Regions from separate parts of the Danio rerio genome. Here region 2 is linked to region 1. The links are chromatin contacts, called in public HiCAR-type maps. All regions are on one chromosome and are shown on one strand. Each heading gives the region's core, a stretch centred on a gene start, on an enhancer-like site or on the middle of the called end of the contact. The rest is flanking DNA. Distances are from core to core; before and after follow the strand shown.

Region 1 (4,377 bases), core at 912-3,411:
AAATCAATCGTTTCGCTGTTCAAAAGATTTGTTTTGCTTTTTTCCGTACACAGTTCAATAATAAAAGATTCCGTTCAAGAGAACTGCTGATTCTCTCAGTTCAGCTCCACAGCTCGTGTTTTTCCGTTGAGAATTCAAGGAAAAGAAAGAAGAAGACAGGAGGATCGCGATGTCCAAGTCTCGTTTCTTCAAACAAAAACAAAAGAACTCTCCTACCAGTCCAATAGCTCAAACACACAGTCTAGTAGGTGAATCGGTTCCGTGGGTGGTTCGCCATACAGAAGTTTCGAGTCCAGTGTAAACCAGGGACTCGTCACAGTTGCTTCGACTCACACAAAAAAAAACCAGCCTTGCAAAACACAAGGCAAACATCAATTAATAGAATGTCTTTAACAATAAATTTCATATATACACGCTTCATATGCACATTTACTCAACATATACACACACTGATCATAACGTTCCTCAAATACCACATTTTGACACTACTTTAAATCATGTTAAAATAAAAACAATAAAAAAAACCACGAACTCACCAAGGAAATAATTCAAAATGAAAGCGAAAAACCAGGAAAACTCCAGGTGGCACTCGTGTGCAGATTTCACTCTCAGATACAAATCTTGTTTTTTCTCTCAATCCTTCATTAAAAATATATGATAGAAATCATTTCAGCATCATATTAATGGTCATTTTTCACAGTTAATACGCATTTAAAACATTAAAAGATATAAATCTAATAGTTTTCTACTGTTATTAATATAACAACTTACATCTCTGCATTCCCTTGCGAACACTGAATCACCATAGCAACGGTAAACACAAGCTAACAGACAAGAGAGATTTGTTATTGTTTGTAAAGCTGATCTGCTGCTACAGTGTAAGGCAGTAAGGCACGACGATGTCATTCTAAAGCACTACTCCCTTGAGTGCTGTATTATAAATTATTTATATATTGTAAATAAATAAATGTAGTATATATTATTTAATCGAGTATTCTGCCAATGTTTTTTCATATTTCTAAGGATATTTATATTTTTTCTATTGCTGTGTATTACCCACTAGTAACCTGGGTTATCCGGGTTACATCTGCCCATCCCTGACTACGGCCAATTTAGTTTATTTAATTAAGCTTTAGCGCATGTCTTTGTACTGTGGGGGAAACTGGAGCATCCGGAGGAAAACGACGCCAACACGGGGAGAACATGCAAACTCCTCACAGAAATGCCAATTGACCCAGTCAGGACTTGAAGCAAGTGCTAACCACTGAATCACCGTGTCGCCCCAGATGCACAATTGCTATAATAAAATAATCTGACATCAATGTATAATAACCACTAAAAGTTCTGCACCGGGTAACCCAGCATGTGGGTTAATGTGCTGATGTAGATGATAATAATGAAGATAACTCATAATGACCCTGTATTTTTATGGTTCATTATCGTCTGATTATGTTTCGTGCCCTAATGTTATAACACTGGCTATTTTTAAGGTAACATTTAGAGATATAAATTTTATAAACGTTTGCATCATTTATTAACACATGTATCCACTAGATGTAATTTATCCATCTAAAGCAGGGGTGCACAAACCTTTTCGTGTAAAGGGCCAAAATCCAAATATCATTGATAGCCATGGGTCGAAAACAAATATACCCAACTATTAAGTTGCCATGTGTAATTTTCTAATTACTTCCAGAATATTTATAAATAAAAAACATTAATTTGAATCGAATTAACTAATGCAGTATAACTTTAACGTATTGCAATAAAAACAAATCACATTTATAACAGTGTAGTTCAGTGCTGTATGCACTAGTCAAGCAGAATCTGCCCTTGCTTTGATTCACTCACCAAAGCCTCTGCATTGTTGTCTATCCGTCGGGTGACAGTGTGTACATTTTAAACTAAATACGATAAACTTAAACCATTTAAATTGAGCATTTAATTTCAGATAGCTTTTTTGTAACACATACAATGGTACATTAAATTATAATAACAATCTATAAATCATCCTCATCATTCTCCCTCTCTTCTCAGATGGGATGGTGAGCCAAATTTAAGGCCCTATTTTGGGCATCTCTGCTCTGAAGCCTGATGCTCTCCTAAGCTTCTTTCTCAATAGGGCGTTTGAAAAAAACACTCCATGTGTCCCTTCACTGTGTCCGTACGAGGCCTAGCTAGTAAGCTAACAAAATATCGGAAAGCGTAAACAAACGCTTAAAATTCGTTAATCTTTAATAAATTAATGCTTTTCGATTGTAGTTCGTGTACTAATACACAAGGTGAATCTGGAGAGAATCTCGCAGTCGTGTGTTGGAAGGTGAGATTGGCGCTTTTCTTGCTAATCTGCGTGCGCGCGGAGGGCGTGATCTGAGGTCTGTTATGCATGTGCATATCAGCTACACAAATAACACGTACAGCTAAATGCTTTGTTATTACTAGCATTATCGAAGTGCTCCGTTTTTGTTTAATGTGTTAAGTGTTGTTCAGATTTTATGGAGTGTATACACGTCCATGTTTAGCAACAAAAGTATAGTCAAAAGCTATATGTTTATCTTCTCGAGGGTTGCTTTAATTCCAGTCTTATTTATTATAATTAAATCAAAATTACTTTTTTACAGGTATAATGGCTTTAGTGTCAGCAGACACCAAAATCGCTGAGTTGCTAAATGAGTTGCATCAGCTCATAAAGCAAACCCAGGTGAGTTTGCACCAGCACTGTAGTATATGGCTTTATAAAACAATCACTTTACTCCAAAAATAGAGTTGCTATGTTTATATTGATGGTTCAGTGAATAATTTCTAACATCTGTGAAACATTTAGATGAATTGGAGGTAAAGTTGGCATATTAGCAGCCAATGACTGTCTAAGTATAACATTGTTCACAATCAAATAAATTATGCTAATGTTGTTTTCAAGTCATACTTGCATGTGATTTTCGACTGAAATTCAAAATTACCATGGTAAACAATATAGGGAGCTTGTCACTGAACCAATGTGCCAATATAAAACCAACTTTACCTTAATTTATGATGACAGGTTTTCAATATTTTAGATGCATGGTCCCTAAATCTGTTCACTCCTGTGCAAAGGACTTCCATAATCTATTTGATATGTAATTAATATTGTATTATTAATAAAAAATATCTAGAAAATACAATGTTAAAATTAGTTTTGTTTGGAGTAAAATAAAATAGTATTTGGTAAGCATTTATTTTTGTTAAGTTTTGTTAAGTTACATTATATAGGCTATAGGCTAAAATCTCCAACTTGTAGTACAGCATTTATGCATTTATTTAATTTACTTGTTTAAAATAAAAATGTATTCCTAGTAATCTAATTTGTATTTTTTTATTGCATTTAATCGCAGTTTTTTGTTTTTGTTTTTTTATGAAATCGGAGATTACTCCTTTGAATCTAAATTGAATCATTTTTGTTTTAATTCGTGTATAATTATTATTCTTTGAATCCCGTTATTCCAGTTTTTCTTTTTAAAATATTTTAATCTTATTTTAATTTTATTAATTCATTTTTTATTAATATTTCTTTTCATTTTAATTGTTCATTTATTTTTTTAACATTTGTACATTTCCATCCACCTCCTTGAATTCCCTTGTGGCCTGCTGGACCCCAGTTTAAAAATCTCCTGCTTTAGAATCTTATTCAAATGTTCTTTACACTAAGAAATCAATGGTTCTAACAGGACAGTTCACCTCAAAATTTAAATTCTGTCTTCATTTACTCGTCCTCCACTTCTTTCAAACCTGTTTGAGTTTTGTTGAACATCAAAGAAAACATTTTGAAGAAAGACAAAAAGCGGCAGTCAATGACTTCCATAGTATGTTTTGTTTCTACCATGGATGTCGGTGGCTGCTGTTTTCAGGCATTTTTCAAAATATCTTCTTTTGTGTTGAACACAAACAAAGAAACTCATACAATTTTAGAGCCACCTGACTTGTGTGAGTAAATGGTGATTACATTTTAATTTTGGATAACTTTAAGAGCTCTTTACTTAACACTTTCATAGAATTACTGCATAAACACGATTTGAAAGCTTAATTTTTTAAGGAGTTTTTCTGCTCAGTTTAACCTCACATGGTATTTATATCCTCATTTCTGTAAAACACTCACAGGAAGAGCGATCGAGAAGCGAACACAACCTTCTCAACATCCAGAAAACACATGAAAGGATGCAGACAGAAAATAAAAGTAAGGCCTACAAATGTAATCACAAATGTAATCATATATGTGAATTTAATTTGCCCCACATTGAATATGCTATATCTTCTTCCTCAGCCTCTCCATATTATCGGACTAAATTGAGAGGTCTTTACACCACAGCTAAAGCAGATGCTGAGGCAGAATGCAGGTAAGCT
Region 2 (4,377 bases), core at 729-3,228, 140 kb before region 1:
TTGCACATTTTTACAATTTACTGGTAAAGTTGTTACAATAATTTATACAGTAATTTACCATTATTACTGTGTGAAAGGGGCTACAGTATTAGTCTATAAGTGCTGTAACTGGTGGTTGGATGTTGATTTCAGCATTGTTTTGTTTAAAAAACAATATTACATTGTCAAATTTGGGGCATGATTAATAGTAAATAAATCTGTAATAAAAGAGATTACAGATACTTTACAGTGTTTACCACCCCTCTAAAAGCTTCGAAATTTGGGATTTTGCCCTTTTATATGACATTTTTTAAATAAAAATGTAAACATTGAGAACATTTTTGTTGTTTTAGTCTTGTATTTATAGACCTAAATGTGAATAAAAGAGCTTTATTTATGAGTAAATAAACCACAAGCATTGTACTGTGTAGTAGGTCATGATAATGAGAAACATTTTCCTAATAACTTATGACATGCTAATAATTTATTGTAGCTATGACTTTCAGAGTCAGAAAATATACAGTTTGTACAGTATAAAAATCATTATGCCTTTGGGAACTGTGCCATCAATGAAGAAATAGTCAAACAAGTTTATTTGTGAGTTAAAAAAGCCAGAGCCTAGCAAGAGATTACCTTGTAATAATTATTTGTGCAATGCTAGTAATAATTTCCTAATATTATGACTTGCAGAATAATAACTAATAATCAATCCATGATCAAATAACACCATCGTAATCAGCATTTCATGAGAAGAAGATGCTTTCTTGAAACAATGGCTTGTTTCTGACAATAGTTACCCATAATAATGAGTCACCTTCTCATGATAAGGGATAGGATTTCAATAATAACCACAGACCTTGAGATTGTTTCTCATAATAAAGAGGAAATTTTGTCATAATTTCTTATTATGGAAACCTAATCCATTATTAAGAGAAACTTTGTCAACATGACATCGTTTCTCATAATAAATGGATATGACTTGGTTTATCAAAATAAGACTTTCTTACAATCATAGTCATACTGAAAAAGTCATATATGACTCAGAGATAACGGCAAATAACCACGTCATAGGAGTTACAAGAAAGTGTCTCAAACTATCCTAATCTATTATTTATAACAAGAAAATTTCACACTGAGATATGAGAATGTATCTCATCATAGTGACTCAGAATAATAATAATGAGGCAGAAATGGGCCTTCGTATATTTTCATAAGTCATTCAGGCAGTTTAACAAACCTTGGAAATGAAGATTTTAACCATTGTTTATAAAACAAAATATCCACTGTGGTCAGCAAATAATCATTTACTCACCCTTGTTCAAAACTGACTTCCATAGTATATGTTCTTCCTACTATGGATGTCAATGTTTACTGGATTCTAACATTCTTCAAAATATCTTGTTCTTGTTCAACAGAAGAAAGAAACTTAATTTGGGACTACTTGATGGAGAGTAATTAGTGAGAACAATATGCCTTTAAACAGATAGAAACAAATTATGGATAATTTATTTATGATTTTGTGCTTATTATGGCATCTGTGGTAATGTTAAGTAACGTTATATTGTATCTTGACCAAAATTATGGTTACAGGAAAGTATTGGTAACCTTTATCCACTGCCTTCCTTGCAATGTTATTAAGAGGATAGTTCACCAAAACAAGAAGAAAATTCTGTCAACATTTACTCTCACTTCTTCAAAACCTGTTTCTCTTGCTTTTTTTCTGGAAATCTGGAACCGTTGACTTTCGTGGTATTTGTTTTCCCTACTACATAGATGTTGATAAGTTTTTCAGCTTTCTTCAAAATATCTTTTGTGTTCAATAGAAGAAAAAAAAACTCGGATCATAAACACTTTAGGATAAGTAAATCTTCATTTTTAAATTAACTATCCCATACAGCGTTATCATGAAGTAAAAACGATATTTTCTGTACTTACTACTCCTCTCCTGTGGCTGGCGCTGAATCACAGCTCAAGTCGGTTTGTTTCTGTGGTTAAAGAGGAACATATACGTGGTCATATGACCGTAGAGAAGAGTGTTTACATTGTGCCTTACTGTACGCCGAAAATAAAATAGTGGTAATTAAAAAAAAAAACCTCTTCAAACCGTCAGCAAAATGACAAAGCTGGAGGTCATCAACACGTTTCTGACGGAGCGCCTAATGGCGGCGCTGAATGAAATCATGGACATGATCGGCGGGACTGTCCTGCAGTATGAGAAAGAGCTGGACAGCGTGCAAAAGGACAACGAGTATCTGAGACGGAGACTCAAAGAGATCGAGAAAATCGTCGAGTCGACTGGTACATCATCGTCTTTTTTGTAGAATATAATGCATTTCTGCCATAGACTGCGGTTTATTTACTTTTCTCACATTACCATGGAAACCATAGTTTCCGCTCACACACAATGGTGGTAACATTGAGGTAAAGTTGCTTATATATAGTCGGACTTTCTCCATAATAATATACTTTCATTAAAATATTATGTGAAAATTCTAAATAGGGAAATCGTATTAGCAGCCAATGACGTTCAAAGTAATCTTACAACATTGTTCACAGTCAGTTAAACCAGTTTCCACTCACACACCATATTTAGCGTACATCAAAGACTATTTGGTTGCATTGAGGTCAAGTTGTTTATATACATTCGGACTTTCTCCACAATAAAATAATATCAGAGAAGTATTATTTGAAAGTTGTAAACAGTACATTCATATTAGCAGTCAATGACGTTCAAAGTAACGTTACAACATTGTTAACATTCAATTAAACAGTACTAATGTTGTTTTGAAGTCATAATTGCATGCGATTTCAGACCAAATATTTAAAGCAACTAGGGTGGTCAACAATATAACGGTAGAAACCGTTAAAATGAACTAACATGTGAAAATAAACCCAACTTTACCTCAATCATGGTTATCCATCGATATACACGACGGTTACCCACATAAATACAATTGTTATAGTGTAAATACCACCGTGGCTTTGAAGTTTTAAGTTTACTATAGTATAGTGTATTATTATTTATATTTTTAGCATGCCAACTGTAAAATAGTTTTAGTGTAAAATAATAAAGTAGTATTAACTATGTAGAATTGTTGAACTGTAATATTTACTGTGATATAAGTTTTTACTACTGTAAACTTTGATGTGCGTTATTGTAGCATAATATATAGTATATTATATATATAGTAGTATAGTATATATGGTATATTATTATTTGGTAGTATAGCATATATGGTATATTATGTGGTAGTATAGTGTATGGTATATTATATATAGTAGTATAGTGTTATATATAGTAGTATAGTATATGGTTTATTATATATAGTAGTATAGTATATGTGGTATATTACGTAGTAGTATAGTATATATAGTATATTATATATAGTAGTATATTATATATGGTATAGTATATTTAGTAGTACAGTATTGGGTAATTTGTTGTATTACCACAGGAACTATAGAACAGCCTTAATGAAAGTTAATAGAAAAGCACTTTTAATGAAAGCGCTTTACTATAGTATGGTTTAATATCACAATAATACTATAAGTTACTACAGATTTTTTTTTGTTGGCACAGAAAAAAGAATCAGCCACCTATAACATAAAAACAATGCACTGATGACAAGACTTTTATTTGTGCAATATGACTCTTATTAATTTGTTCTGATGCAATATGTCCTTAAACCATTTCTATTGCTTTTTATTCCTCAGGAGGTTATTAACTACTACTATTTTTTCTAGAAAGAATTATATGTGAATGTTGATTCTGTTTTTTGTTGTAAGAGCAGTTATTGAGGTTGATTTACAATCTAATACATTAAAATATTGGTATTTATAAATAGTATTTAATAATAATATTGAAATTGCCTCTGACGTTTATTTTAAATAACATATATTAAGATATTTGTAGTCTAAATCATTTACACTGGAGCATTTTTTAATTCAAATTTTAATGAAATCTTTTTAAACTTGGGCATGCTTTAAAGCTGATATATTTGAAAATGCATTAGTTTTAGTTAAGACTTGAAAGACTATTGATGAACTGACCAGATGAAATCATTATATGAAGCTGAGTCTGTAAACATCACAAACCAAGTTGTTTTGTGTTTAAAATACATCTAGTAGAGGTCTGCTTAAACAAAGTAGGGGTCACAGTGCAGGGGTCACAGTGAAAAGCCAGTTGATCACAGTTGATTAGCCTTCAAATACACAGATTAAAAAGAATTGACGTGTAGTCAGTCATTCCTGTGTCTTTAATAACTTGTCTATTTTTAGACTATATTTAGATGTCCATTAGATTTTTTTGGAGAGCCCAAATTGAACTTTAATTTTATTTTAGCCATATTTTAGCATTTGTTAAATGATTTTCTTCCCCCCATCTGGCCTCCTCAAACC

What was found. HiCAR-type assays count read pairs that join an accessible place to other places.
Region 2: a HiCAR-type map of caudal fin shows a contact between it and region 1, with 6 times the contacts expected there. The contact joins the promoter of LOC101882898 here to the promoter of sgf29 in region 1. A contact is called at or near these places in 3 of 18 Hi-C or Micro-C datasets (caudal fin, hematopoietic stem cells and an unstated tissue) and 1 of 4 datasets of contacts at active chromatin or transcription factors (caudal fin).

What each region holds. Positions count from the first base shown.
Region 1 is chr3:14,152,803-14,157,179 of GRCz12tu, reverse strand. sgf29 (SAGA complex associated factor 29) reads left to right here and starts at 2,161. Exons shown (of 10, transcript NM_001005986.1): 1 at 2,161-2,320; 2 at 2,622-2,701; 3 at 4,135-4,210; 4 at 4,298-4,370. The coding sequence starts at 4,192. All of the region lies in intron 1 of doc2a (double C2-like domains, alpha), which reads right to left. All of the region lies in intron 1 of LOC137490042 (a long non-coding RNA gene), which reads left to right.
Region 2 is chr3:14,288,552-14,292,928 of GRCz12tu, reverse strand. LOC101882898 reads left to right here and starts at 1,978. Exons shown (of 2, transcript XM_021471374.2): 1 at 1,978-2,277. The coding sequence starts at 2,094. All of the region lies in intron 11 of doc2a (double C2-like domains, alpha), which reads right to left. All of the region lies in intron 1 of LOC137490042 (a long non-coding RNA gene), which reads left to right. si:dkey-93n13.2 reads left to right here. Exons shown (of 3, transcript XM_021471375.3): 3 at 1-317.